Regions from separate parts of the Mus musculus genome. Here all the other regions are linked to region 1. Evidence: chromatin contacts called from public ChIA-PET and HiChIP or PLAC-seq data. All regions are on one chromosome and are shown on one strand. Each heading gives the region's core, a stretch centred on a gene start, on an enhancer-like site or on the middle of the called end of the contact. The rest is flanking DNA. Distances are from core to core; before and after follow the strand shown.

Evidence for each region. ChIA-PET counts read pairs in DNA pulled down with a chosen protein or histone mark. HiChIP or PLAC-seq counts read pairs in DNA pulled down with a chosen protein or histone mark.
Region 2: a contact with region 1 is called in an H3K4me3 HiChIP or PLAC-seq map of bone marrow-derived macrophages, with 7 times the contacts expected there. The contact joins two enhancer-like sites. A contact is called at or near these places in 9 of 39 promoter capture datasets (the C10 cell line, the HPC-7 cell line, cranial neural crest and 5 more), 2 of 484 Hi-C or Micro-C datasets (both in uterus), 5 of 115 datasets of contacts at active chromatin or transcription factors (the NIH/3T3 cell line, bone marrow-derived macrophages, embryonic hindbrain and 2 more) and 2 of 9 other capture datasets (embryonic stem cells and liver).
Region 3: a contact with region 1 is called in an RNA polymerase II ChIA-PET map of memory CD8 T cells, with 6 read pairs. The contact joins two enhancer-like sites. A contact is called at or near these places in 1 of 39 promoter capture datasets (cranial neural crest) and 1 of 115 datasets of contacts at active chromatin or transcription factors (memory CD8 T cells).

What each region holds. Positions count from the first base shown.
Region 1 is chr9:72,130,175-72,134,602 of GRCm38.p6, forward strand. No RefSeq gene overlaps it. Among named protein-coding and RNA genes, the nearest start is that of Tcf12, 21 kb to the left of the region's middle. Within about 2 kb of position 3,092, at least 339 of the 459 cell types and tissues checked have an H3K27ac peak or open chromatin away from gene starts, as enhancers often do. A contact at or near this core is called in bone marrow-derived macrophages, memory CD8 T cells and uterus, where this site is marked.
Region 2 is chr9:71,802,806-71,807,852 of GRCm38.p6, forward strand. It overlaps a transcript of Cgnl1 not described here. Among named protein-coding and RNA genes, the nearest start is that of Cgnl1, 34 kb to the left of the region's middle. Within about 2 kb of position 3,041, at least 55 of the 459 cell types and tissues checked have an H3K27ac peak or open chromatin away from gene starts, as enhancers often do. A contact at or near this core is called in bone marrow-derived macrophages and uterus, where this site is marked.
Region 3 is chr9:72,463,994-72,468,892 of GRCm38.p6, forward strand. All of the region lies in intron 10 of Tex9 (testis expressed gene 9), which reads right to left. Among named protein-coding and RNA genes, the nearest start is that of Gm33004, 23 kb to the right of the region's middle. Within about 2 kb of position 2,023, at least 95 of the 459 cell types and tissues checked have an H3K27ac peak or open chromatin away from gene starts, as enhancers often do. A contact at or near this core is called in memory CD8 T cells, where this site is marked.

The DNA of each region.
Region 1 (4,428 bases), core at 1,842-4,341:
AGAGCCCTTACCAGGACTCAGCTGACACAGATGCCATGACTTGAAACTCAACAACTTCTGTTTTTTTGGTTTTTCGAGACAGGGTTTCTCTGTATAGCCCTGGCTGTCCTGGACCTCACTTTGTAGACCAGGCTGGCCTCGAACTCAGAAATCCGCCTGCCTCTGCCTCCAGAGTGCTGGGATTAAAGGCATGCGCCACTACGCCTGGTCAACAACTTCTGTTCTTAAGCAGTTAGACCAGTGATTCTCAACCTGTGGGTCATAACCCTTTGTGTGTGTGTGGGGGGGGGGGGGATGTCAAACAATCCTTTTACAGAGTTCAAACATCAAATATCCTGCATACCAGATATTTACATTACAATTCATAACACTAGCAAAATTACAGTTACAAAGCAGCAACAAAAAAAATGTATGGTTGGGGGTCACCACAACAGGAGGAATCTATAAAGGGTTGCAGCATTAGGAAAGTTGAGAACCACTTAGGTTAGGCAGTCTCGGGTATTTCACTGTAGGATCAGAAGCCAATAAGATTCCTCTTCCTATCTAAGCAAATTTAAGTTATATTTCCATCATTTATAACATCCAAATGAGTTAAATGCTAGGTTACGTAAGGGTAGATGCATAGACACATACAAAGAAGTAAATGAACAGGAAGGTACTTGGTGGGCACATCTAACCTACTGAGGAGACAGGCTGAAGAGTGGGTCAAAGACAGAAAGAACCCCGACTGGAGGACAAGCTTGAAAGTCAGTCACCAGAGTTTAAATTTAATGCAAGAGAAAATATACCCATAAAGCTATCTGGGCATGAAGAGATGTGCTAAAAGTGAGCAATTATTCTGGCAAGTTACATTGGAACAGAGAGAAAAGGGAGTCGGAGAGACCATAAAAAGACGGTTGAACTGATCCTGGCTGGCAATGTTCAAGGTCTTAGGCAAAAAGCATGAAGTGGAGATACACGAAGGAATTTGATATGAGGTACTTCTGGTGATACACTAAAGGTCCTAACAACAGGCCAGGTAAAATAAGGAAGAAGAAATAGTGCGTTGACAATGACAAACATTTTAGTGTGGGTGGCATAGATCGAGCTGGTATTATTGAGAAAGGAGTTATATAAATTTTACAAAGACAGCAAGATTAGTTTTTGACCTGTTGCAATCACGGAGAAGGTAGGATATGTTAGAATGGTGATGAACTAAAGTTGAGGTAAACAACCACAACAGCTAGGCATGGGGGCACACACCTTAATCCCGGTGCTCAGGAGGCAGGAGCAGGGGGGTCTCTGTGAGTTCAAGGCCAGCCTGATATGCAGAGTTTCAGACCAGCCAAGGCAATCCTAGTGTCTGATGGAGAAGGAGAGAGATTGGAAACTCAGAGCATAAAACTCTCCAAAAGTTTCACATTAAAAGCAGGGGTCGGGGTAGGGAGTACTCGTTGCTTTTGCAGAGGACCTAGGTTCAGCTTCCAGGACCTATATAGTGACTCAATCAACTATCTATAACTCGAGTTTGAGGGGCTTCAACACTCTCTTCTGACCTCTGCATGTACATATATACATTGCCTTCAGGCAAAATACTTTTTTTTTTTTTTTTGGTTTTTCGAGACAGGGTTTCTCTGTGTAGCCCTGGCTGTCCTGGAACTCACTCTGTAGACCAGGCTGGCCTAGAACTCAGAAATCTGCCAGCCTCTGCCTCCCAAGTGCTGGAATTAAAGGTGTGCACCACCACTGCCCGGCTCAGGCAAAACACTTATATACATAAAAATTTTCAAAATCTAAAAGCAACCTGAGGCCCTTAATACCATTGATCTCTATGGCCCTGAGCCTCTACCCTCATTTCCAACTGTAGGTGCTCAGAGCAGCGATCATGTCGGCCTCCTCACTACTTGCTAAGTGTTCACTCGACTTTTCCGGGCTTCAGAGCCTTTGGATTTGTCCTTCCTCAATCCGGGAAGTTACCTGTCTAGGTATGTTTTGCTTGTCTAATTTCTTTCATTCAGACCTGCTGTAAGCACACTTCCTCAGAAATCTCTCTCTAAATCAACTCGTCTAAGCTAACACTGCACATGTCTTCTACCTGTAGCCTCCTTTGCCCTGCAGTATTGTTTGTTTCATAGCACTTAACATCACACGACACTCAACGGTGTGTCTGTCTCATCGCCTGTAACAAAGTCCAAGAGCCCAGAGCGTTTGGGCTTATTCACTGTTATGTCCCTGGTAAGCAGAATAGAGCCTGGTACATGAGAAATTCCTCTATAAAAGCCTAGTGAGTTGTGTGAGATGTAGTAAAGGGAATTAAAAGAAAAAGAAAAAGAAAAAAAAAACCCATATACCACAAAAGAGCTGCAAAGTTAGTCATTTACAAGTTCTGGAACTTTCCTACCATTTCAGGAGGGGAGAAGCAGAAAACAATAAACCCTCTTTAAGGCTCCCACTTGTGATCCATCTTCTCAGGGGAAAGGGAACTTTGGGGGAGTCTGTCACCAAAGGAAAGACTTGAGGTACTTTCCTACTGTGTTCCCTGTGACATTCGTGAAGGAGAGGAATTCTCCACTTGCATACTGGATGAAAGAAAGGCTCTTCTTCCACCTCAGCTGCACATCAGAGCTTGGAGGGAAACCCTGGGGGATGCTGACAGACTTCAGCTTTCCCAAACGTTTCTTTGGGCGGGTGTCATCAGCCAGGTGTGCTCCACAGACTAGGTGGAGCCTGGGAAAGGCGTGAGGACGTCGCACTCGGGGGCCCCTGGGGCAAGCGTGCTTGCCCTTCCCCGCGGCCGCCGGCTTTCCGCCGCAGCCTGCCCCGGCCAGGTCGCCGGGGCGCGGGAGAGCCCAGCGGCGTCTGCACCCTTCCCTCCCCCGCCGCGCCCTCCTCCGCCCACGCGCTGCAGCCTCAGCTGCGGCTTTCCGCCGTTCCCGGCAGCGCTGAGCCCGGAATCCAATTACTTTTCCCTGAGGAGCTTCGTACACCCGCCAGGCCCCAGAGGGAGGAGCGGGGGGTCGAGCGGCCGCCCACTTCCCGCCGCCCGAGGCCGAGGCCGGGCTGCTCGGGCGGGGCGAGCGCGGTCTCGGAGGGGCGCGCGGAGCAGCAGCCGTCGGGACTATTTGTCCTTCCGCGTGCGGCCCAGCTGGGCCCCGGCGCGAGGCTCCAGGCGCTGTGGCCCGGGCGCCAGCGTCCCCAAGGATGAGTGGCAGGAGATTAGCCCCGGGGCTTCCCCGCGCGGGCGCGGCTCGAGGCCCGCGCGCACGCGCACTCCGGGGTCCGAGCACGGAGGTCGCCTTGTGTCCAGTGGCCTTTTCCTGGGCGCAGCGCTCCTGGGCCCCAGGATTCAGCTCTGTAAAGTGAAAGTGAAGTGGAGCAAGATGGCCAAGGGTAGGAGGTTTGCACGTGCTCTCCACCACACTTGTACATCCCGAGACTGTACAGGGACGCTACAGGGGTGAATCTATGAAGAGGAAGGAAAAGAGGACTTCCTTCCTGGTTCTTCAGGGGCTGGGTGGAGAACCCATTGATCCCCTTGAGGGTTCTTGCTCACTTGGTTTAAGCTGTAGACAGAAAGCCTAATAGAGCCTATTCTAGCTACAGCCTAGGGCGGAGGTCCTCAACTTCCTCCTGCATACCCTGTCAGATTATGAGTCCACGACTGACAAACACATTTGAAAAAGAAAATGCCTTATTTTCTCCTTTTGATTCTGTTTCTCTTGAGACTGTGGCTGACCCTTAGGCCCTTGATGTTCTTGAATATGATTGACACACGTGATTAGGCTAGTGAGAGAGAAGCAGAGAAATTGCTATCAAAACAATTATATGCAGAGACATCAGAACAAAAGCCCAAGAGCCCCGAGGACTAAAAGACCATCCTGGCTCTGCCATAGATGCCCTCTGGGATGGTGGCCAAGTCAGATCATCTCTTTGTGTCTTGCTTCTTGGCAAGTTAAATAAAACTATCCTGCTACTCTCCCTGTCTCAAGGAGTGTTATAAAAATAAACTAAAAGAACCAACTGAAAATATAGAAGGTTTAGTTTTTAGGGGGTGTGGGAAAATGATACCGTTGAAAGGCACTAAAGGGAAAATTCTATGAGAGAAAGCCACTTGACCATCTGCCTATCGTCTCATCTTCTCCGTTCAATCTAATGTACACATAGAAACTATAGGTAGAGTTATCTAGTAAGTACTGTGTGGTTTTTATAAGAATTATAATAAAGGAGGGAATAAGGGGAGGGGGATTTCAGAGGGAGACCAGGAAGAGGGATAACATTTGAAATGTAAATAAAGAAAATATCTAATAATAAAATATATATATAATCTAGTCAACGCTAATTGTACTCTCAGACCCTCTCCCATGCCTATGTCCTAGCCATTTCCACATGCTCTGACTACAATATTTCTGCTTCAGTGCTACGGAGCACCATTAGGTACAAAACAGTGCT
Region 2 (5,047 bases), core at 1,791-4,290, 330 kb before region 1:
AAGACACATTATTTTAAAGAGGGTTAATTAAAAATGGTGACTGTTTCAAAGCACCTGCCAGTTCTTAACCAAGGAGAACCTTAGTGCTGGTTAATAAAAGTACTGAGATTAGCTGAGCCAGGGAAGGGGTAAGGGGAAGGGCAGGGTAAGGGGGTTGCTGGAGAGCCTTCCCTTTTGTTCTTTAGATTTGAGATTAATAAGGTTTTATAGGAGGAAAAGTCCGGGTACCTGCAGGCTGCAATGCCAGCAGGGCACCAGCTGCCAAGGAACTCGGCTCTAAGGTAATTAATTTTTCTCCTTGGCCTTAGAATCTAATACACACACAGTTAGGAATTCTAGAACTTGTCACCTGCCCCGGAAATTTTCTTCTATGCGTGTGGAAAATCTAGCTCATCCACACAAAATTAATTACCAAAAACAAACAAACAAACAACCCACTATTCTGCATCAACTACTTATTTGATTTGTTTATTTGAGATAGGGTCTTACTATGTATCTCTGGAGGACCTGGATACAATGTACAAACTCACACACATCCTCCTGTGTCTGCCTCCCGAGTGCTGGGATAAAAGGTAAGCCATGATCTCCAGGGCAAACCCCAGAGGAAGACTTCTACTGTCTCCACTCAGCAGTTTTCCCCTCCTACAGGGGTTTTCCGGCTGAGGGTCCTCATCCAGCCCACTGCTGCCACAGAACTCCGGGAGGTCACCTCAGCATCTGGCTGGGGTGATCCAAGTCTCTCCACTCCCGGCCACCTCCACCCGGTCCTCACACTTGTTTGGAGCTCAGCTAGGCTCGGAGGCTGCACCTCTCTCTCCATCTATCTTCCCCAGCTAAGGCCCTAGGCCCGGAGGCTGCACCTCTCTCTCCATCTACCCCAGCTAAGGCCCCACCTGGGTTCTGCATGTCTAGCTTATGCCATTACTAAAACAGGAGGCTCTCAGAAGGGAGACTGTCACTTTGAGGCCACATACAGAAGCATAGAAAGAATGTGTGTGGAGTCTGAACATCCATCAACTCTTTCGGTGCAAACATCTGTTTGAAAGGAGACAGGAGCAGACACACTGTTTGCATCTCCTCTGTCCCTATTCCTCTGCCATAAAGGACCTGGGTTGGGAGATAGCTGGTAAACATCACTGGAGGCCACAAATCCGAGACTCAGAATCAGCAAGGGTAGCTTGTTCTAAGGCCTCTTGCTGTGGCTTAAAGTTGGCTTATTTTCCCTGTTTCTTTCCATAGAGTCTCTCTTTCTTTTTCTCTTTCTCTCTCCCTCTCTATCTCTCTATCCCTGTGTGTGTGCTTGTGTGTGCCTTTAGACAAAAGTCTCTCTCTCTCTCTCTCTCTCTCTCTCTCTCTCTCTCTGTGTGTGTGTGGGGGGGGGGGCTCACACGAGAGTTGTCCCCTAATCTCTTTTTAAAAGGTCATCAGGCTTGTTGAATTAGAGCCCACGCATATGACTTCATTTCGTCAGTAATGACCTCTTTAAAGGACTATGTGCAGTCGCATTCCAAGACACCAGGGTCAGGACTTGGTCGGTAAAAGGTGGAAGGGCACATACCATAATACCTGAGGACTGACATCATTTCTACAGACTGGAATTTAGAAATGAAATATGAAGGGGCTTCGGGTTGTTACCACTGTACCAAAGAGTTACAAACACTCAAATCCCTTTAAATCCCAGCTAAGTTTTAACAGCAGCAGCAGCAGCAACAATAACAACAACAACAACAACAGCATTTCTGTATGCACAGAGGTCTGCCTGTGGGGTTTACTGTAATATCTGTGTCCATGATGCTCTAGGCATCTGCATAAGGTGTTGCATAGAAGGGGATTTTTTTTCCTGAACACAGCAATAGTTCTTTAATGCAATTCTGTTTTGCTCTGCATCGATGTTTTGCCTGCACATATGTCTGTGTGAGAACATCAGATTCCACCTAGAACTAGAGTTTTAGACAGCTGAGAGCTGCCATGTGGGTGCTAGGAATTAAACTTCGGTCCGCTGGAAGAGCAGCCAGTGCTCTCTGAGCCATCTCTCCAGCCCCATGGCATTTTTAAAAAAAGCAGCATTTTATTAAGTTCTTGGATTATAGAGATGGTTCAGCTGTTAGGAGAACATACTGCTCTTGCAGAGGACTTGAGTTTGGTCGTTCAGAACCCATACCGAGTGTAACTTCAGCTCCTCCAGGCCAGACCTCCCCCCTACACACACACTCTCACACACATACACAGAGAAACACTCACACACACACACATACACAGAGAGAGAGAGACTCACACACACACACACACACACACACACATACAGAAAGAGAGAGACTCACACACACTCACACACACACACACACAGAGAGAGAGAGACTCACACACACAATACACTGATTTTAAGAAATGAAATGGTACTTCACAGATGGCTACTTACTATCATAAGATAGTTCTTTTTTAAAGGTATCTCTTTGGTTCTGTGGCTGCTTGTTTTGAGACAGCTTTGCTCTCCAGTCCACTATGGGTCCTCCTGACTCTGCCTCCCAGACACTGGGATGACAGGTGTATGCTCTTGGAAGCATCTCTTAAACTATAATCCACAAAGCTCAGGGTGGCACTTTGTATTGTTTTCACACAGCCCAGAGCCTTTCCAAGCGTCTCATTTTCCCTGCTATTAACAGCTTCTGTTATGCTAAGGCTGGTTGAAACTTTGGAGCAAAGGAAAGCGACCAAGTGCTGGTGGAGAGCTGGGTCCTCCCTCACAGAGCTGAAAGCAGGGATGGAGAGAGCAGAGTGAGGAGGGGGGACTGGACAAGGGGAAAGAGGACAGACTGCTTCTCTCACTGTGTGCCCTCTCCACCCTCAGTCATGCCAGGGTGCGGCTGCCTGGCCTGGGTAGGAAGCCATGCCCCTTGGTGTCCCTGGAAGTCCCCCCTCAGGGTGAACTGCCTGCAACACTACACTGCTTCGTCACCTGGACCCTGAGAGTCCCTGACCCCTCTCCTGACCCTTTGACATCAGTCAGACTTCCTCCTCATGTAACAGGAACCAGGAGTCTGAGACCAGTGACGCCTCAGTGACTCATGGCCTGCTCCCTAAAGAAGTTCCGGGCAGCTCACACTAGAGGTAGATAGTCCCACGGTGCTGGGACAAGCAGGACAGCTACTCCTTGCTGTTTTGACTTCCTGCTTCTTTTCCATAGCAGGCCTCCTGAATAATGGGCACATCTAAGGCTAGGCCAGAGCCAGCCTGGTGACTTGCCTGGGTCTCAGGCTCCTGTCCTTGCATGTCACCCTAGGAGCTTCCAGAATCCTAGAACCATGTGGCCAGTGAAGAAGGCTTCCTGTCCCACCTGTGTGAGACAGCCAGCCAGTCTCTTTTCCCTTCCAGTTCTCCAACTCCACAGCTCTCCAAGCCCTTGACACAGATGACATAAATACAGGCAAAGGGTGCTGCACTGTTTAAAGCTGCCTGGCTGGCCTAGATATGACCTCTGATCTTCCATCTCCAGCCCTGATTGACAGCCATCTCAGGATATGATGGGGAGTGGAGGTGGGCTTTGTGAAAGACCCCTGTTCTGTACCTGTGCCTCCGGACAAAGATAATACATTCAGAGACAGATTCAGGTCTCTAACAAGGAAAATAGTTACTAGACATAAAGAAATCTTTGTCAACTAGATGGGTTAGTAAGTGGACTGGCTCTTGTCCCTTATTATCAAATCGGGTCAGCACTTCATGGTCAAGCCAGTGTGGATCCAGGCAGGCTCAGTTAACTCTTCTGACCATTCTATACAGCCTTGACCCCTTGGGAGAGTCAGCCGTTGTGTGGTGGCACCACCTGGTGGTAATGTATGGAGTAACTCCTCCAGGGACTTGAGTTTCTGAAGACACTGTTAAACTGCTTTAAACCTGTGCAGGCCCTGTATGTACTGCCATAGTTTCTGTGAGTTCATATGTGTTTCAGCAGACAGGTTCATAGCACTGAAATGGGGAAGTGGACATGAGCTTCCCTTCCTAACAAAGAGGTTATTTCCAATGAACAACAGGAAAAAATGAATTTCTCCAATTTAGTCTCACTGAGTATATTAACTACAGCTAATAACAGACTCTGTTAGTGTCCAGCAGTGATGACCAACAGGAAATGAACTCAACAGCATTATTATAGGCTTTTTTGGTTCATATTTCTTAATTTGGGCCTGTTTGTGTGTGCACACGTGTGTGCACATGTTTATGTGTACGTGTTACTGCTTGCATACTACATTTTTTTCAGTTTTGTCTTTTTATTGTGTATGATTCTGTTTCTGTGCATATATATATGCATACATATGTGTATATATATATATATATATATATATATATATATTTGTGTGTGTGTGTGTGTGTGTGTGTGTGTGTATTTTAGTTTTTTCAAGACAGGGTTTCTCTGTATAGCCCTGGCTGTCCTGGAACTCACTCTGTAGACCAGGCTGACCTCTAACTCAGAAATCCGCCTACCTCTGCCTCCCAAGTGCTGGGATTAAAGGCATGTGCCACCACTGCTCAGCTTATTTGTTCTTTTTTCTTTTTATGTGTATTTGTTTTATAAAAACAAAGATAATGAAGGCTCGGAGATGGAGGAGTGGGGAGTGAAGGAGGATGCGGGGGGGGGGGGAGGTGCTGGGGGAGGGGGAGATGCTGGGGGAGGGGGAGATGCTGGAGGGGAAACCATGAGCAGAACAAATTGTGAGTTTTCAATGAACAAATACAACTTTAAAAGAAAAGAAATTTCAAATGAAAGGCTTTCATCTCCGTAAACACTGAAGCGCCTTGGTACCTTCCACAAATGTGTTATGGAGTGAACACTAGACTTAAGACGAAAAGATTTGGGCTCAAATCCCATTTTGATGGCCTGTTGTTATTTACAGGACTTAGGAAAGGTATCTTAGCCCAGCATCTCAGCCCCCGGTCGGCTTGTGTGCAGTAAAAATAACCACAGCTCTCTTGTGGGACTCTTGCCGTCTCACACACACTGACAAGCACAATACCTGATCTCTGACACAAGCTTGGCTGTCCTAGATCCCCACAC
Region 3 (4,899 bases), core at 773-3,272, 330 kb after region 1:
AACTGGGACAGAACAAATGACATCCACAATGGAGAGGAAGACAACTCCTCATAGAGGACAAGACTGCAGCTGTGGAAATCCCTAAGGATTTCTAAGAAAATCATGATGACCAAGAAATGGATTCAGCAAACCTGTAGGCTACAAAAGCAACAGACAAAAGGGTTCCTTTCACAGACTAATATTGGGCAGCTCAAAACAAATCAAATATTTATATATTAGAATAATTGGAAGTGTATCATTGGCAATAAACACTGGCGCACACACACGCGCATGCGCACACACACACAGGCTGCGGGGTTTCCTCGTACCATTTTTCAAGAGACTATCTTTTCCTGATTGCTTGACACCTGTATATGTGAGGGTTTATGAGAGGTCCATGCCATTTACCTATATTTAATTTTCTCTTGTCTTCTTGTGTTTATTTTTCTATGTTTTTAGTGTTGTTCCTATGTTTGAATGTTTTGTCTCCATGGAGTCTGTGCACTGCAGACATGCTGGGTGCCAAAAGGTCAGAAGAAGGTGTCAGTCCCCCTGGAACTTGAGTTATAGCTGGCTAGAAGCTGCTGGAAACTGAACTTGAGTCCTCTGCAAAAATAGTATATACTCCAGATACATGCGTGTGCATGTGTGTGTGTGTGTGTGCGCGCGCACGCTGAATGGAATAAACACTTTGATTAAAAAGGCTGAAGGTATAAAACTCTTAATGACACTGGATTTAGATGACACCAAAAGAAAATAAATTGGACTTTATCCCACAAAGGCCACAGGGGACACAATAAACAGTGAAAAGGCAGGCAGTCTGCTGACTGTGAGAAAATATTTACAAGCCACATAGGCACAGGCTTAATGTCCTGAATATACAATAAAATGTAAAAATTAACAAAGGACTTGACCAGATGCTTCTTTAAAGATGAACAAATAGTTACTAAATACAAGATGCTGAACACATTACTTATAATTAAGGATGTGGGAATTAAAACCTCAATGAAGCAATCAAAACCCACTAGGATGACTGGTATCAATAAAAATCAAAATGACTCATGTTGATGATATGGGGACACTTGGCCATTTCTACAAGTGGAAATGTGAAATGGCACAGATGCTACTGAAACCAAATGATCCTCACCTCTGATCAGGTCTAGGCACTCCAGATAGCACCCAAGAGCACACAACCCAAGTGCCCACCGAGAGAAGAAAAACAAAGAGCAGGTCCGAGTTTTATTGAGCCTTCCAAAGAAGTTAAAGTTGAAAAGATGGAACAACCCCGAGAACACTGTTTTAAACAAAACAAACAAACAAACAAACAAAGCTAATCAAAAAGAAAACTATGTGATTTTACTCAGCAATGAGGCACGTACAGACGTCAGATTCACAGGATCAGAAACTGAATAGTGGCTGCAGGGGCCTGGGAGCCTGGGGCTACTGCGTTCCCACTTTTCCATAATGAGAAGCACAAAGGCAGACTGCAAAACCATAATAAAGATTTTACACTTAAAAATGTGTAAAAAGAGTGTAAATTCTATGTATAGTTAACCATAATAAAAAATAATGCAATAATGAGGAGGGTATGATAGCTGCTGAAAGTTTTGTAGGTTATCTGTGAAATTCTGTGTTATCTGAATACAGATAATGGTAAGTTAAAGATTCGTAACAAATACTGACATGCACAAAAAAAAGTGCAAATGAGCCAGGAAGGAATTCTGTGGTAACAGACAGGCCGTCCATATAAGAAATAATATTAAGAGAGCTGAGTCATAAAAGCCAACCTCAGCTCTGTAATCTACAAGTCATAGAGCAGTGAACAGGGAAAGGACAGGAGACATGGCAGAGGTGACATCAGCTGAGCAGAGTTCAAGCTGCTGGAACATCAAGGCTTCACAGAGCACAGGCTACATCTGGGAAGAAAACAGTTATTTTCAAAGTGGCCAATTCACCAAGAAGACACCAATGTTCTCTCTAGTGGCAGCCCTGACAAACAGGATGTAGATGCAGATAAGGCTGAAGAGGAAGCTAACATAGCCACAGTTTCCTTTATATTCCTCCTTTACTCACGGATGTAAATACACAGAAAGTTGTGATGGTGCCACACACAGCAACTGTCACGCAACTTTACGTGGCTGACATCGGAGGACTACTCCATCCAGCAAAGGCAGAAAGCACATGAAACTAACATTTACCAACTTAAGCCATATTATGGATCATAAAACAAGCCTGCACAAATCTATAAAGACCATGTGCTCTATCCATGATGAGATTAACCTGAAATCTCCGAGAAAGGTATCTGGAGGGGGAGGGAGATCCCCTCAGATGTGGAAACAGAGTGGCAAACTTCTTTGTTTTTTTTTTTTTTTTTGACTTTCAGATATTCGTCTTTCATTTTTTTCTTTTTTTTTTCCATTTTTTATTAGGTATTTAGCTCATTTACATTTCCAATGCTATACCAAAAGTCCCCCATACCCACCCACCCCCACTCCCCTACACACCCACTCCCCCTTTTTGGCCCTGTCGTTCCCCTGTACTGGGGCATACAAAGTTTACGTGTCCAATGGGCCTCTCTTTCCAGTGATGGCCGATTAGGCCATCTTTTGATACATATGCAGCTAGAGTCAAGAGCTCCGGGGTACTGGTTAGTTCATAATGTTGTTCCACCTATAGGGTTGCAGATCCCTTTAGCTCCTTGGGTTCTGAGTGGCAAACTTCTAAGTAATGTTTGTGTTCAAGGAGAAAACAGAAGGAAAATCAGTGTTTTAAATAGCATAATGAAAAATTTTAAAATAATCCAATTTGTGGGAAGTAGCCAACAGAATACACGCAATAAAGTTTCCAGGTAAGTTCTTCCAGTAGACAGAAGGAAAAGCTTCAGTGCAGTTTCCATGTCCATGTGGAAAAATTAACAAAAGAAAAAAATTGAAAAAAGAAGTTGGCCAGGCAATGGTGGCACACGTCTTTAGTCCCAGCACTTGGGAGGCAGAGGCAGGCAGATTTCTGAGTTCGAGGCCAGCCTGGTCTACAGAGTGAGTTCCTGGACAGCAGGGCTACACAGAGAAACCCTGTCTCAAAAAGAAAAAAGAAATTGAACCCAACATAGAGAATGAAGGAAAAAAAGGCAGATTGGGTATCGCTTATATACTTTAAATAACTACAGAAAATGGAGCTGGAGAGATGGCTCAAAGGTTGAGATCTCTTGCACAGGATCTGGGTTCAGTACGCAGAATTCATATGTGGGCTCACAACCACCTGCAGTCTAGGTGCAAGATATCTGACACCCTTTCCTGACCTCCGTGGACACCTGTACACACATGGTATTTACATATACTCAAGCATACATAAAATAAGTAATTTTTCTTACAGATCTAGCCATCTGATACCTGAAAGGGCAGAAATATCTAGAATCTATAAATAATGCAAAAAACTTACAGTCTGAAAATCTCAAATCGCATTATTATGAAAACTACACAGGGATCCCATCTCACCCAGTCAGAACTGACACCATCAAGACCAGTGCTGGTGAGGACGCGGGGAAGAGCGGCTTATTCACTAGCTGGTGGGAATGGAAACTGGGAAGGCAATATGAAGGTTTCTGAAGAGACAAACATTTATTTACCATGTGACCCACATGTACCACACTGGATATCTATCTGAAGGAATCTAAGTTGGCAGTTGCGTGGGTAAAGGCAAAGGGAGACAGTATAGACGGATGAGAGCATGCCATCTGCAGGAAGACGCACGCAACTGCATGTCGTCAGAACAAGTGAAACAGACCAGACTCAGACGATATTGCTGCTTTCTCTCATGGAGACTCTAGGTTTGCATATGCATTTGTATGATATTCAAGCAAACTGGAAGCTGCTTGAAGGGAGGAAGGGGACAGTAAATGAGGAGAAACAGGGCACAGTAGGAAGGGAACTGAGTAAACTATGATCTGTGTGAAACCAGTTTAATGGCAATGTCCTAGTGGAGCATCACTGTGTGCTGCCTGAACATGGCGGCTCCTGTCTCAGTCCCAAACGCTAACTGTCAAACTCAATCACATTTCACTCCAAGCATGTGCAGGCTTATGCTACACTAGTTATATCTTGAAAGTATGAAATATATACTTAAAACAGGCCAGAAATTGTTAGACAGATGTAGAGTATCATTTTAAAAGCAAATGTAGCTTTAAATGCTTTAGAAAACAAAATTTAAAATCAATGCTCTAAGGTGCAACTTCAGCTAGAGACAAAAGAGCAAATTCAAACCCAAACAAGAAAGCAGAAGTGAAAGGGAGTTGTCAGGGACACAGAAAACAGACTCAAGTAAAAACAAAAGCTCGTTCTTTGACAAGAGTAACTGATTGAAAGTTCATCAATAAGATGGGTGACTGATAGCTCATCAATAAGATGGGTGGAAGAAAAGCCTTCCCAGCGCGGGTCAGTCCCCACTCTTTGCTGAGTGCAAGCTTCCAGTCCCGAGCCCAGCAGTGAGACTTGTGTTTAGGTCAGGAAGGGCAGTCAGCACAGTGGGACCTCTAAAAAGGACCTGGACAAGGCATAGGATCTTTCTGGGCAATGAAAATGTAAGAGCCAAGATCCAAACTATACATATACAATCTACATTTCACCATGTTTCAATTACATCATTAAACAAATAAAGTCAACTTTGTGTTTCTCTCTAGATCCACTTTCTCACTCACATGCATTCACTCGTTTCCTCATTTTGCTCACTTTTAGTCCCTTACAGACCTCAGCCTCCTCACTAAGCACCATCCACAAGCATGTCTAAGGTGACCCTCAGCTGTTGACGTGGCGCACAAGAACAGTTCTCACAGAACCGCACCTCAGCGATGCTCAACCGCAGCGGCCACTTTATGCCACCCCTGTGCCTCCCACTTAGCTGCTGCTCCTGCAGACTCGTAAGTCG